Linked DNA regions of Hordeum vulgare: region 1 is linked to region 2. Evidence: chromatin contacts called from public Hi-C data. All regions are on one chromosome and are shown on one strand. The core of a region is the stretch at or near the end of the contact, and the rest is flanking DNA. Distances in the headings are between cores, read along the strand shown. Region 1 holds the start of LOC123429430 (probable pectinesterase 53). Region 2 holds the start of LOC123429428 (putative G-type lectin S-receptor-like serine/threonine-protein kinase At1g61610).

What was found. Hi-C and Micro-C count contacts between places; a contact is called where the count stands out from the background.
Region 1: a Hi-C map of seedling shows a contact between it and region 2, with 4 times the contacts expected there. The contact joins the promoter of LOC123429430 here to the promoter of LOC123429428 in region 2. A contact is called at or near these places in 2 of 6 Hi-C or Micro-C datasets (leaf and seedling).

Annotation. Positions count from the first base shown.
Region 1 is chr2H:34,841,707-34,848,289 of MorexV3_pseudomolecules_assembly, reverse strand. LOC123429430 (probable pectinesterase 53) reads right to left here and starts at 3,026. Exons shown (of 4, transcript XM_045113466.1): 1 at 2,530-3,026; 2 at 2,154-2,346; 3 at 1,850-2,056; 4 at 454-971. The coding sequence starts at 2,915. The coding sequence ends at 783.
Region 2 is chr2H:34,591,693-34,598,155 of MorexV3_pseudomolecules_assembly, reverse strand. It overlaps LOC123429428 (putative G-type lectin S-receptor-like serine/threonine-protein kinase At1g61610), which reads left to right and starts at 3,815. Exons shown (of 7, transcript XM_045113463.1): 1 at 3,815-4,949; 2 at 5,383-5,484. The coding sequence starts at 3,815.

The sequences.
Region 1 (6,583 bases), core at 1,777-4,276, 250 kb before region 2:
GTTGTGTTTCCAATTTAAATATGCTAACTTGTCGTATTTACAACAACTTTGTTAGAAAACTATTTTGTGTGCTTGTTACTTTAGCTATGTCGAGTTGTCATATTTACAAATGATGATCAAAAAAGATTTTTTGTGATCGTCGGTTTTAAATATGCTGAGTTATCATATTTTCGCGCGTAATCGCTTTTAAAAAATTGTTTGTGTATGCTAGTTTGATTATGTCGAGATGTCATATTTATATGCAATTTTCAAAAATACGGCAATTAAGTTATTTTTTATCAGATAAATAAGTACTTAGCAATATGACTAAGTAAGTGCAACAAACGTGGTAAGTACGAGTAAAAAAAATTGTCGAAACATGTCAACATAGGATCTAGTTTTAAAGATTTCATCGAAACAAAATCAATGATGAAAACGGATCATCGACCGAATTAATGGTTTAAGAGATAAAAGTTTTAAAATTCCCGTCATTTAGAGATGAATCATTGCATGCACGCATGCATGACAAAGAGAACACAATCGTTTGCGGAGCACGAGAGCTGTTAGTTAGATTTTCCCAACATAATATTCTACAAGCATTTGTTTAGTTATATGTTGTCTAAACAAATAATTAGACCTCGAAAATACGGGCGATTATGCCTGCCATGCGTTTCTAGCGAGGGGCCGATCGAGTACCATGCTGCACGGGACCTGTCTGAGTTGAAAAAACACACTCGCCGCCGCCCAAAACAAGACCGCAAAAAACCTGTATAAATTCACTCTGTCTTTCCACTTCCTCTTCTTTACATGACGCGTGCGCGTGTCACGGCGAACGCGGCCTCTGTCATATCCTGATCCACTCGGTGCCGTCGATGAAGCTGAGCGATATGAATGGCTTGGCCTCCTCGTCGGTGAGCTCCCGCGACCACGGCACCCTGCCGGAGTAGCTCGCGCCGGGGCCCGTGCACTTGTACTGCCCGTAGAACACCGTCCTGCACCATCATCCACCGTCAGAAACGGGAGAGGGGGTCAGGGGAGAGAGGACGGAGACGGCGGAAAAGAAAGAAGAAAGGAAAGAAGGATAAGGAGCGTACAGCTCGCGGCCGGGGTCGCCCCAGTTGTACCAGCCGCGCGGGACGATGATGTCGTCCATGTAGGTGTAGGCGAAGACGACGCGGGAGAAGGTGCCCCATGCCCGGCCCAGGTAGAGCGCCCCCGACCCCGTCACCCTGCAGCTCACGAACGAGAACCCCGTGTCCTCCAGCATGCTCTGCCGGTTCTGCGCCGTCAGCGCCCCGTAGTCCCGCGCGATCGCGTGCACGTGGCACCCCTGCACCCACACCACACCACACACACAGTCATGCACATACGTACGTACGTACGTATATTCCTCGTCACACGCACATGAGCGAGCATATCTGTGTTTTTTTACGTTGCTCGTGAATCTAGAAAAGCGGAACAGAAAACATGAGCATGTCTGATGGGCGCGAGACGAGACCGCAATATTTGACGTCTATCGGGCATGTGGGGGCGTAGGGCCGCCGGCCGGGGCGCCGGTCGCGGCGTCGGGGGCACAAGCGGACAGCAGCAAGAGGCCGTGTGCATGCATGATTCAGCCGCTGTGACGAGCCGGTCCAAGACGCCAAGATTGCGACTGCAACCGGCGACTGAACAAAATCCCGGCCTTGCGTGCCACAGGTGTTTGCCGGCTCTGTTTTTCTTGCTACATGATCGTACTACATGCTCTGTTGTTTTCTCTCTTGCCCTCTCTGTTCAGCGTGCGCAGTATTGCACCTCGCTCGCACATGGAATGGAAGGGCCGGCAATGGAGCGTCGGCGGAGGGAGGAAAGGGGGAGAGGCACCCCGTACCTCGTAGAGGGAGAGCGCGTCGCCGAAGATGAAGTCGATGGAGCCTTCGATGTAGCACTCCTTGTAGTAGTGGCGCCCCGACTGGTCGTAGAGCGTGTCCTGCGCGCCCAGGAACCGGCACCCCACGAAGGCCGCGTTGTCCGCCGACACCCGCAGCGCCACCGCCTGCTTCCCCGTCGCCCCCGCCTTCGGCACCGGCGCCGTGTTCTGCCAACGCCCGATTTATTAGGACACCTGCAGCGCGTATGGCGTACCGAGCTCCGAGCAGCAGCAGGGACGGCGGCGGTGGCGGAGAGCTACGTACCCTGAAGGTGATGTTCCTGGCAATGAAGTACTGCGCGTTCACGGCGAACGACGCCGAGCCGTACGTGCCCAGCGGCCGCCCCCTCGGCCCGGCGGGCGTGTCCGCGGTGTCGCCCCACTGCACGACTGTCTTGTCGGCGCCGGCGCCCTCGAGGGTGATGAACGCGCGCGTCGACGATATCGTCACCTTCTCCCTGCGACCAGGTTGCGGAGAGCCAGAATTCTAAGACACGGCGAAAATCTCAGCCAAAACGGCACAACAGTTGTGAAATTTTGTACGTACAAGTAAATTCGGAGCTCGGCTCCAATGGAGCAAAGTAAACAGGGCTTGACAGAGGCGTAAGGGAGGAGTGGAGGACAGGGGGCAATGCACGTACGTGTAGGTGCCGGCGTTGACCTTGATGACGACGCGGACGAGGTTGATGGTCGGGAGCGAGTCGACGGCGGCCTGGACGGACGTGAAGTCGCCGGCCGCGGGGTCCTTGTCGACGACGAGCGAGTAGGACGGGAACGCGCGGGCGACCGGCGCGTGGTGGAACGTGCTGTGCTTGAGGCCGCCCACGTACCGCACCCACCGCATGAACAGCCGCTCCAGCTCCTCCGCCCGCGTCGCGTTCTCCGGGAACGGCCGCCCCGCCGCCCTCCCCGGCCGCACGCCCCGCGTGTGCCCGTCCACGCCCGACACCACCGCGGCCACCGTGGCGACGCAGAGCAGGAGCCGGAGCAGGAGCCGGCCGGCGCGCGGCATGGGCATGGGCGGCATCGGTCGCACGCCGACGCCACGCACGGCCAGTGGCTGACAATGCCGGCGGGGTGGTGACCGGACGGATGATCGGGGAGCTGGAGCGGCGTGGCGAGGTTCGGTGCGTGGGGCAGGCGAGAAGGCATGTGGGGGGGATGGATTTAAGGGGCTCGAATGCTCGGTCGATCACGGGCGAGAAGAGAACACGAGGGGATTGTACGTGGAGTGGAGTGGACTGACGCGGCACCACTCGGGCCGGGTCACGGTTCACGAGCCGCCTAGTGAAACTTGGTACTGCGTTGGTTGCTTGCTGGCTTGTGGCGCGTGTTCGCCGCTCTGGGGCCGCTCTGGCTGCTTTGGGTACGTAAAGTACGCGATGCACGCTACGTACGGCTCTACGCGATGGACGTGCCTTCCCGTGCTCTTCCTTCCGGACTTCCCAGGCGATCGTGACTTCTGCGCGCGCAAGTGCTGTGCTTTGTTGAGGACCAGACATCCAGCTGACATGAACGCGGAACCTCTCAACACCTTCGCATAGATGTCTTTTGGCGGAGGCTAGGAATCATCCAACTGTGATTTCTCAAGGAAATCAGTCGGGTCATGAGCCGTCCGATCTGTGATGTGTGGCCGTCGGATGGGTCAACGATGCATTCCCTCCCGTCGTTCTCCAAAACGCAGCTATCGCATCCAGCCATTCATAGCAGCAGCAACGCAATCCTCGCTGCTAACGCAATCCTCATCGCCGCGCCGCACCGCTTGTTGGTTGTCGCTCGCGGCCACAACATCCCGCTGCACCACGTTCCTCCATCGCAGCTCGACGACACTGCGGCAATGGGGGTTGCAGTAAGGCGGCGTTGTCGCCGCATCGCTTTGCAGCACCGGCAGTGCTGCGACGAGATGGTTGCAGCGGCGGTGGTCTCCCGTCGTGTCGTCGTGCTCTCGTTGCTGCTTAGGGCCATTTGTTGTCGCTTCTGCAGGCGAGCTCGTCGACCCCCGCCGTTTTCAACAAAGGCGAGGACGCTGATGCTGAAAAATGCCAGGTGCTGCAAGGCTCGTACCGACGTGTTCTCGTTGATGCACAGGAGCGCGTGGTGCTGCACAGAAGAGGTCACCGTGTTGTAGCTGTTGCACGCGAAGTCATCAGTTCACGTTGTCATGCTTTCATTGCTGCAGACGAACGCCGCCGTGTTGTGCTGCTAGAGACAAAGTTGTCGTCGATGGCGGGGGCTGCCACCATGATGATGGATGCAACACGGAGGTTGCGACCATAGCGATGGATGAGGCAAGGTGGTTGTGCCTCGCTTTACTGGATGAATTCTCAAGGAAATCAGTCGGGTCATGAGCCCTTCGATCTGCGGTGCGTGGTGTAGAGACAGAGGAGTTGGCAATACAATAATTGATGTATTGATGGGTGCCAAGGGCACATATATATATAAGGTACAAGTGGACCTTTATTTCAACTATACAAGGTTAGGAGATGGGCGAGACTATACGCAATATACATGCAACATATGTCCCCCCCCCCCCCCCGCGCGCGCGCGCGCAGTCAAAGCGTCGTCGGAGACACAGGGACTGGACCGAAACTCCTCAAAGACAGCAGTCGGCAATCCCTTAGTCATCACGTCAGCAAACTGTTGCGACGTCGGCATGTGGAGAACTCAAACTCGGCCAAGGGCAACCTGCTCGCGAACGAAGTGAATATCGAGCTCGATATGCTTCGTTCGTGGATGATGCACCGGGTTGGCGAAGAGGTAGACCGCGCCGACGTTGTCACCGAAAACAAGAGTGGCTTTGGAAGTGTCAGAAAGCAACTCCTGTAGTAGCTGACGGATCCAAGAGCACTCCGCCACGACTTTAGCCACTGCCCTATACTCAGCCTCAACACTGGAGCGGGAGACCGTGGGCTGGCGCTTCGAAGACCAAGAGATCAACGAGGGCCCAAGGTAGACGCAGTAGCTGATGTGGAGCAGCGAGTGTGGGGGCAGCCAGCCCAGTCGACGTCGGAGTACGCGACGAGGTCAGTGGAGACGGCCGCTGTCATGTTCTCATGTTTCATTACTATTACAGGCTCCTGCAGAAAGAAAAGAAAGATTCCAGGACCATTGCCTGAAAGCTCTTTCCTGAAAGAAGCTAGAGATGCAGTGTCATCTCTAGGCAGCACCACAACAACAAGATTAGGCAACCTTGCAGCTAGAGTTGAAGTAATGAGGGAGGCCAAGCAGCAAGTGATGTCAGTTGTGCTTCCCTGGCAACGGCGCCAAGATTAGTCATGTAGACGGCACCAGGAATCCTTCTGCTGCGGCTACGCCTTAAGGGACTTTCGAGGCAAATATGCAAAGGATTTCCCCCGTGACCTTGGAGCCTTGCGTTGGTGTTCCCTCGAAGCGGAAAGGGTGATGTAGCACAACGGTGATAAATATTTCCCTCAGTTTGAGAACCAAGGTATCAATCCAGTGGAGGAGTATCACAAGATCCTGCACAAACACAAAAGCTTGCTCCCAACGCTATGAAGGGGTTGTCAATCCCTTATAGATTGTTTGCCAAGTGAGAACTGAAAGCAACAAAGTAACAAAGCAAAGTAAAAGCGGAGGTGTAAAGGATGGATGTGAATAGACCCGGGGGCCGTAGTGTTTACTAGTGGCTTCTCACATGAAAGCAAGTAGACGGTGGGTGAACAAATTACTGTCGAGCAATTGATAGAACCGCGCAAAGTCGTGATGATATCTATGACAATGATTATATCTATAGACATCACGTCCAAAACAAGTAGACCGATACTTTCTGCATCTACTACTATTACTCCACACGTCGACCGCTATCCAGCATGCATCTAGTGTATTAAGTCCAAAAGAACAGAGTAACGCCTTAAGCAAGATGAAATGATGTAGATGGACAATCTCATATCAACGATAGAGCCCATATTGTTATCCTTGATGGCAACTACTTAATGTGTGCCTTGCTGCCCCTACTGTCACTCGGAAAGGTCACCACATGGTAGAACCCAAAACCAAGCACTTCTCCCATTGCAAGAATCATAGATCTAGTTGGCCAAACAAAACCCAAGACTCGGAGAGACTTACAAGGATATCAAATCATGCATATAATAAATCAGCAAAGATTCAAATATATATCATAGATAATCTGATCACAAATCCACAATTCATCAGATCTCGACAAACACACCGCCACAGAAGATTACATCGGATAGATCTCCATGAAGATCATCGAAACTTTGTATTGAAGATACAAGAGAGAGAAGAAGTCATCTAGCTACTAACTACGGACCCGTAGGTCTGAAGTGAACTACTCACGAGTCATTGGAGGGGCGATGATGATGAAGAAGAAGCCCTCCAACTCTAAAGTTCCCTCCGGCAGGGTGCCGGGAAGGGTCTCCAGATGATATCTCGCGGAAACGGAAGCTTGCGGCGGCGGAAAAGTATTTTCGAGGCTCCCCTGATTTTTTGCTGTATTTTAGGGAATATATAGGCCAAGGATCTAGGTCATGGGGTGGCCAGGGAGGCCACAAGCCCTGACACCGCCGCCTTGTTGGGGAACGTCGCATGGGAAACAAAAATTTTCCTACGCGCACGAAGACCTATCATGGTGATGTCCATCTACGAGAGGGGATGTGTGATCTACGTACCCTTGTAGACCGTACAGCAGAAGCGTTAGTGAACGTGGTTGATGTA
Region 2 (6,463 bases), core at 2,566-5,065:
GCCGTGCGTTTCCGGGTGCATTAACTAGCATTTATAGCATACGTTACCTGTAACGCATGCATTCAATCGCCACTACTCCACCCTTGAATCAGAACCGTTGTGGAGGGCAGCGCACTCTATATAAGCCGCCCTCCCCCACTGGTAAAAGGGTTAGAAAAACATTGTACTCCATATTACACTCGGTAACCAGCTCCAAGAGCACTGAGACGTAGGGCTATTACCTCCACCGTAGAGGGGCCTGAACTCATACAACCTCACCGTAGCTAGGACTCTGCCCATCTCATTCGTACCCTACACATCTACTGTCAGGCTTATACCCACGACAAAAACATTTACCTGGAAAGGTCAAGCATTGTATTACCCAGCTGCCCCCTCCATGCCGAGCCCCTGTAGGCCTTGTTCAGTTTATTCTCAATTGAAGGGGTTTGTAGGGGATTGGGAGGGATTAAATCCCCTACAAGTCAAATTCCACCTTAATCCCCTACAATCCTCTTCAATCCCCTCCTCGCTGGGATTAACCGAACAAACCCGTACTGGTGGGGATAAGGTTTGCAAGGGGCAACATGATTTCTTTACCTTTATTTGGTTCCTCGACTTCTGTTTTTCAACATCACAATGAAAAATTAGGCAAAGCAATTTTTCGTGACAGGTGTTGCTTTCCAGATTATGGATGGATGGTTGATGGCCAGCATGGATTAGTACTAAAAGTAGGTATATCGAATATTAAATATGTAAAAATTGTGCACAATATAGTACTGATAACATGGTGTTAGTCCAACAAGGTTTTATAACGCAAATAGAATTTATCTCCATTAGGATGTTTTCCTCAAATGGGGTGTTGGCCTTTAAGTTGTTATTTCTATTAATATCTATGATTTTTTTATGTCATAAAGCCTATAATAGTCAAATTTAATTGGCTTGTATATGTGCCACTGGTTACATCATTCGTGAGTTCGATCTCATGCATTATCATCACTAGTCCCGGTTGATAAGGTCCTTTAGTCCCGGATCACCAACCGGGACTAATATCTTGGGACTAAAGCCCTCCCCCTTTAGTTTCGGTTGGTCACGACCCGGAACTAATGCCCTTCCACGTGGCTGTGAGCGCGCTCTGAGGGGCGGGGACCTTTAGTCTCGTTGGTAACACCAACCGGGACTAAAAGTCAGCCACGCGTGAGCAGCTGTCAGACTTTTTTTTGAAAGGACGGGTTTAGGTGTTTCATATGTCGATTACTTGCATCCATCCACTTTAATCAAATATTATGTCATATAACACATCATCATCTTACTCATCTAACAACTCATCATCAACTAATTTCAAAAAAACAACAACTCATCATCATCTTAATCATACCAAGTTAAAATCTCGTAAAACAAAAAATATCATAATAATCATCATCCTAATCGATCATGCCAAGTTAATATAAATCAGAAAAACTTCTCTCTCATAGTACCTAGTCCTCTCTCGTAGGTAAAATGTCATAAAACAGAATAACACCTATGTCTCTGTGATGAAGCAGAGAGATCCAACGGTCTCCAACTTGTGGCTTGCGATCCTTCTTTATTTCTCTCCATGCTTTAATTTAGAGCCGTCCTTGTGATTTGCGCTCAATCGAGTATGGAAAATTGAACTGAACCCTCATAGGACTTTTAATTGTCATATGACCTTTGCCATGCATCAATGAAGGCACAACATCATTTGACAGTTTCTGTTGAAGAACATAATAATAGCCTAGTTAGCAATGTAATGAACATCTTTACGCAATAGTAGTGTACTTAATTAACAACTCTTACTAAGATATTTGCGCGAATGTCATCAGTCCTCAACCTATGCACTAGTGCCATGTATGAAGTATAATTTATGCGAGGTTCCATATTATACGGAAAGTTGTCCCTACCAAATAGGACACCAATAACAAAGATGATAAGAGCATCCTTCTCTTTCCAAGTTAGATGTGATCCATAAGTATAGTGTCGTGTCAACTATGTTCTGTGTTTCACTCGAAGAAAGGAAATAAGCTGTAAATTATAAAGTAACAAATTTAGTATGGATGAACACCAACTATTTTTAAATATAGAATGCAAATTACTTACAAATATGGTTGACAAACTCACATGGAGGCAAAACCGGAAGCATATCGACATCCACCCAAATGTCGATATTACCTTCAATATGATCTTCAGGTCGAAGATCGAAGGTTATTTCCATATCCTCGTAAAATACATATGTCTTGGCTAGAGCTTGCTAATTTGAGCACCATAAGTCTGTGTTATTAACTGCATTCATTACTTTGACCAGAAATGTGTGATCATGTTTAGTCGTGAGGTTAACTCTCCTCGTCTCCATACTCCCTTGGTCTTCAAAACCGAGCCTTTGCAAGACATACCTTCTTGCATGGCAGGGGAGGAACTAGTCCAATTGTATAAAACAGAAATTGCGCGTTAAAACAAAGAAACATAAGTCATGCTTAATTACGGAAAAAACACTTGTCACCGTTGCGTACCGTACAAACATCGAAGGTCTCGTTAAGCTTGATGATGAAGAACCTGCCGTCTCGCAGGTGAATCGTGTCGTACACATCCCGATAGTCGCCACAAAGTTCACACTCCCAATATCGTAGTTAGACATTTCCCGTGTTTATGGATTAACTGCAATGAAGTCAACTACATTGAAATAAACTTTTACAATTATTTAATAAACTTTTCACCAAAAATGAAATATAATATTACTCCTCACCGGCGATCGTCGGGGACTCCTCCGACGACTGTCGAGGACTCCTCACCGATGATCGTCGGGGACTCCTCACCGACGATCGTCCGGGACTCCTCCGGCGATCGTCGGGGACTCCTCACCGATGATCATCGGGGACTCCTCCTCCTCCGGCGATCGCCGGGGCCTCCTCCGGCGATCGTCGGGGACTCATGAATTAACCTACATCTACCTATATTTTCGATAACATCCATAGTTTAACTAATCGAGAAGAAAGATAAAACAATTTAGTTCACTTTAGCTAGCAAGATCATCATATATATAATATCACTAATACATCGAATAATCCCCTTAATGCATCATTGAATATTATCGAATATAATTTCGAATACATCTCGATTATTATCAATAATACATCTTGAATATTATCATATAACATCACTAGCTAATACAGATCGAATATCATCAAATAATCTACTTCACTTGCGGTTCCTGATCAAACTGACATCCAAAGAGTTGTCGCTGTACTGAGGCGCGGGCGGTGGACAGCCAAAGAGAAGGAACATCACATGATCATAGCTCGGGTGAGATTCTTGAAGAACCTGCTAGGTATAGGAAAACCTGACGTCCAACGCAACCATGTAGCGACGGACGTGCTCGTCCTTGCGATGTACCTCCTCCTCGTGGGTCGGCTCCCTCCGCATCAAAAGTGACCCACACAACCTTCTAAAAAAAGATTGAACTAGAAAAAAGCATATCAGAAGACAGTCAACTGGTGTGACTAGTGGGCAGTGAGGATGGAGCAGCCGGGCCGGTATAGCTAAATGTTTCAGTCACTGGTGTGGCTAGTCAGCAGTGACAGTGGCATTCCTACTTCGGCATGGACAGCTGAGATGTTAACTCAATCCAGCATACTGTCAACTGCTCCAATGCAAAAAACTTTGCATTACTGAGCCATCTGCTTCCATAATCGAACATGTGGCTGGAACGAGTCCTTGTTTGCCGATGCATTTTGTCCTTGTGGCCAAGTCTAGATATAGCAGCATAAATAGCCTATAGCTAGACACTACTCCTACTCCACTATGATTTGGCCCTGAATGATCGATGGGTTGGCAGGCTCCCCCATGCTTCACCGGGACGGCAGTGTTGATCCTTCTTATCATCCTGCCGTTTAGTGTGTCCGACGACCGGCTTGTCCCCGGCAAGCCGCTCTCCCCTGGCTCCACCATCGTCTCCGACGGCGGTGCCTTCGCCCTGGGCTTCTTCGCCCCCTCCAACTCCACTCCCACCAAGTTGTACCTCGGCATCTGGTACAACGACATCCCCGAGCTTACGGTCGTGTGGGTTGCCAACCGAGAAACCCCGGCCACCAACACCACTTCATCATCTGCATCACCAACACTCTCCATCACCAACACCACCAATCTCGTTCTCTCGGAGGGAGATGGTGGTGAACGTGTTCTTTGGTCGACAACAACCAACATGGCTCCCGCACCAGGGTCGTCTCCCCCGACGGCGGTTCTTCTCAACACCGGCAATCTCGTCATCCGCTCGGCAAACGGCACCATGCAATGGCAAAGCTTTCAACACCTGACTGACACGCTCCTTCCCGGCATGAGGATCCGGTACAAGTACGGGGCTCGTGTGGACAACGAGCGCGTGGTGGCATGGAAGGGCCCTAGCGACCCCTCTCCCGGGCGCTTCTCCTTTGGGGGCGACCGGAACACGCTCCTCCAGTCGTTCCTCTTGGACGGGTCACGCCCGGTGTTACGCAGCGGCACGTGGATAGGGAACCTAGTGATGAGCCAACGCATGAACAACAACTCCATTATCGTCTACACCGCCTTCGTCGACAACGATGAAGAGATGTATTTCACGTATACCCTCTCCGAAGGTGCCTCCCACACAAGGTACGTGGTGACCTACTCAGGCGAGTACCAGCTCCAAAGCTGGAGTGGCTGGACATCAACATGGGATGTCCTCTGGAAGTGGCCATCCGCGGAATGCACCCGCTACGGCTACTGCGGCCCATACGGCTACTGCGACGAGACATTGTTGCCAGCCCCATCATGTAAATGCCTTGACGGTTTTGAGCCAGCAAACATTGAGGAGTGGGCCAATGGTAGGTTCTCAACCGGGTGCCGGCGGAAGCAGCCGTTGCGCGGGTGTGGCGACGGCTTCTTGGCGTTGCCAGGGATGAAGTCACCAGACAGGTTCACTCGCGTAGGCGGTGGCGGGAGCACATTCGAGGAGTGCGCGGCCGAGTGCAACCGCAACTGCTCATGCGTTGGGTACGCATATGCCAAACTGAGCAGCGGCAGGTCCGGCGGAGATGTGGCAAGGTGCTTGGTGTGGGCTGGGGAGTTGGTTGACACCGGAAAGTATGGCGCAGAGCTCGGCGGAGAGACACTCTATATCCGGCTTGCAGGCATGGATGCATCTACCGGTACAAAACGCAGTTTCTTGCTCTTTCTCCAACTGGTTTAATTTGTCGATTCTCGCTCTTTCATCCGGTTGGGTTTGTCATTCCTCCCCCTTTCTCCTACTGGTTGTGGTTGTGTCATTTCTCCCTCTTTTCAGTTTTCGCCGGTGTTTTCTGTCTTCCCTTCCATATTTCTCTCTCCATCATTCATTTGTCTTTCTCTTATGGTATACATATTTCTCTTTCATAGGTAAAAGGACAAAGAGCAATGCATTGAGGATTGTGCTACCAGTTTTCGGCATTAGTGTTCTCGTGCTCATATGCATCTCCCTAGCATGGTTCAAATTCAAAGGTACGTTTAGTTGATATCCTTAGGAAAAAATTATACTAGACCAACTTGGAAGTCGATGCCTACTATCATAATATACCGTCACAATTGGGTTAAAAAAAACTTCTCAACCACTCGAATAAGTAAAAGTACAACAAATAATGTTTTAGGTGTTTTTGGGGTTTAGCCACTGTGAGAGCTATTTAGGACAGTATAACCGCACCTAATCCGAGCTCTCTCAGGCGTTTGAGGATTTTGACCGTTAGATCTAAGATCTGGCTTGTCCAGTATAACCGCACCTACTCCGAGCTCTCTCAGACGTTTGAGGATTTTGACCGTTAGATCTAAGATCTGGCTTGTCCTGGCCGTCTGATCTTAATCTTCTCACTAACTGGGCCGCTGTGAAGAAAAAACCGAGCACTCTGGTGACTTGGGCCGTTTCTCCAGCCCATTTGGCCAATCTCCCAACCCGAAAGGAGACCAATCGATCGCTACCTCCCTCTACCTCTGGCTGCACATCTCTTCCGTTTCGCCTTCTCCCTCGCCCCCTCCCGAACCGTAAGTTTGATCGAGCTACAACGATGCTGGTGATGCGGCCAGATCTTCTCTGCAGCTTCATCAGTCTTGCTCCCATTTCCGTTTCCGTGCAACAAGTGTAACAATAACGTGCAATCAACTAGCAAAAAAGATGGAATGCAAATGCTAGAGTGTATACACTCGATCATAGAGGTGGGCACTTACCACGCTCAAACAACCGCTGCTCTTAAAACACTCTATATATAAAAGGGGACAAGAAAAGCATATCAATGTCCAACAGGAGGTCTAGGGGTCTAGGGATGGTTTTCCAGCACATGTATTTTGATTGCGTGCATGGGTACTTTTCCTTCAACTATGTCATGGTGGCAGGCATGCCTTGTGGTTTATTTCCTATTGTTTCGTGAATTCATACATGGCAGTGTAACGAACATTAGTAGTTACCGACGTCAAACTTATTTCTTATCCC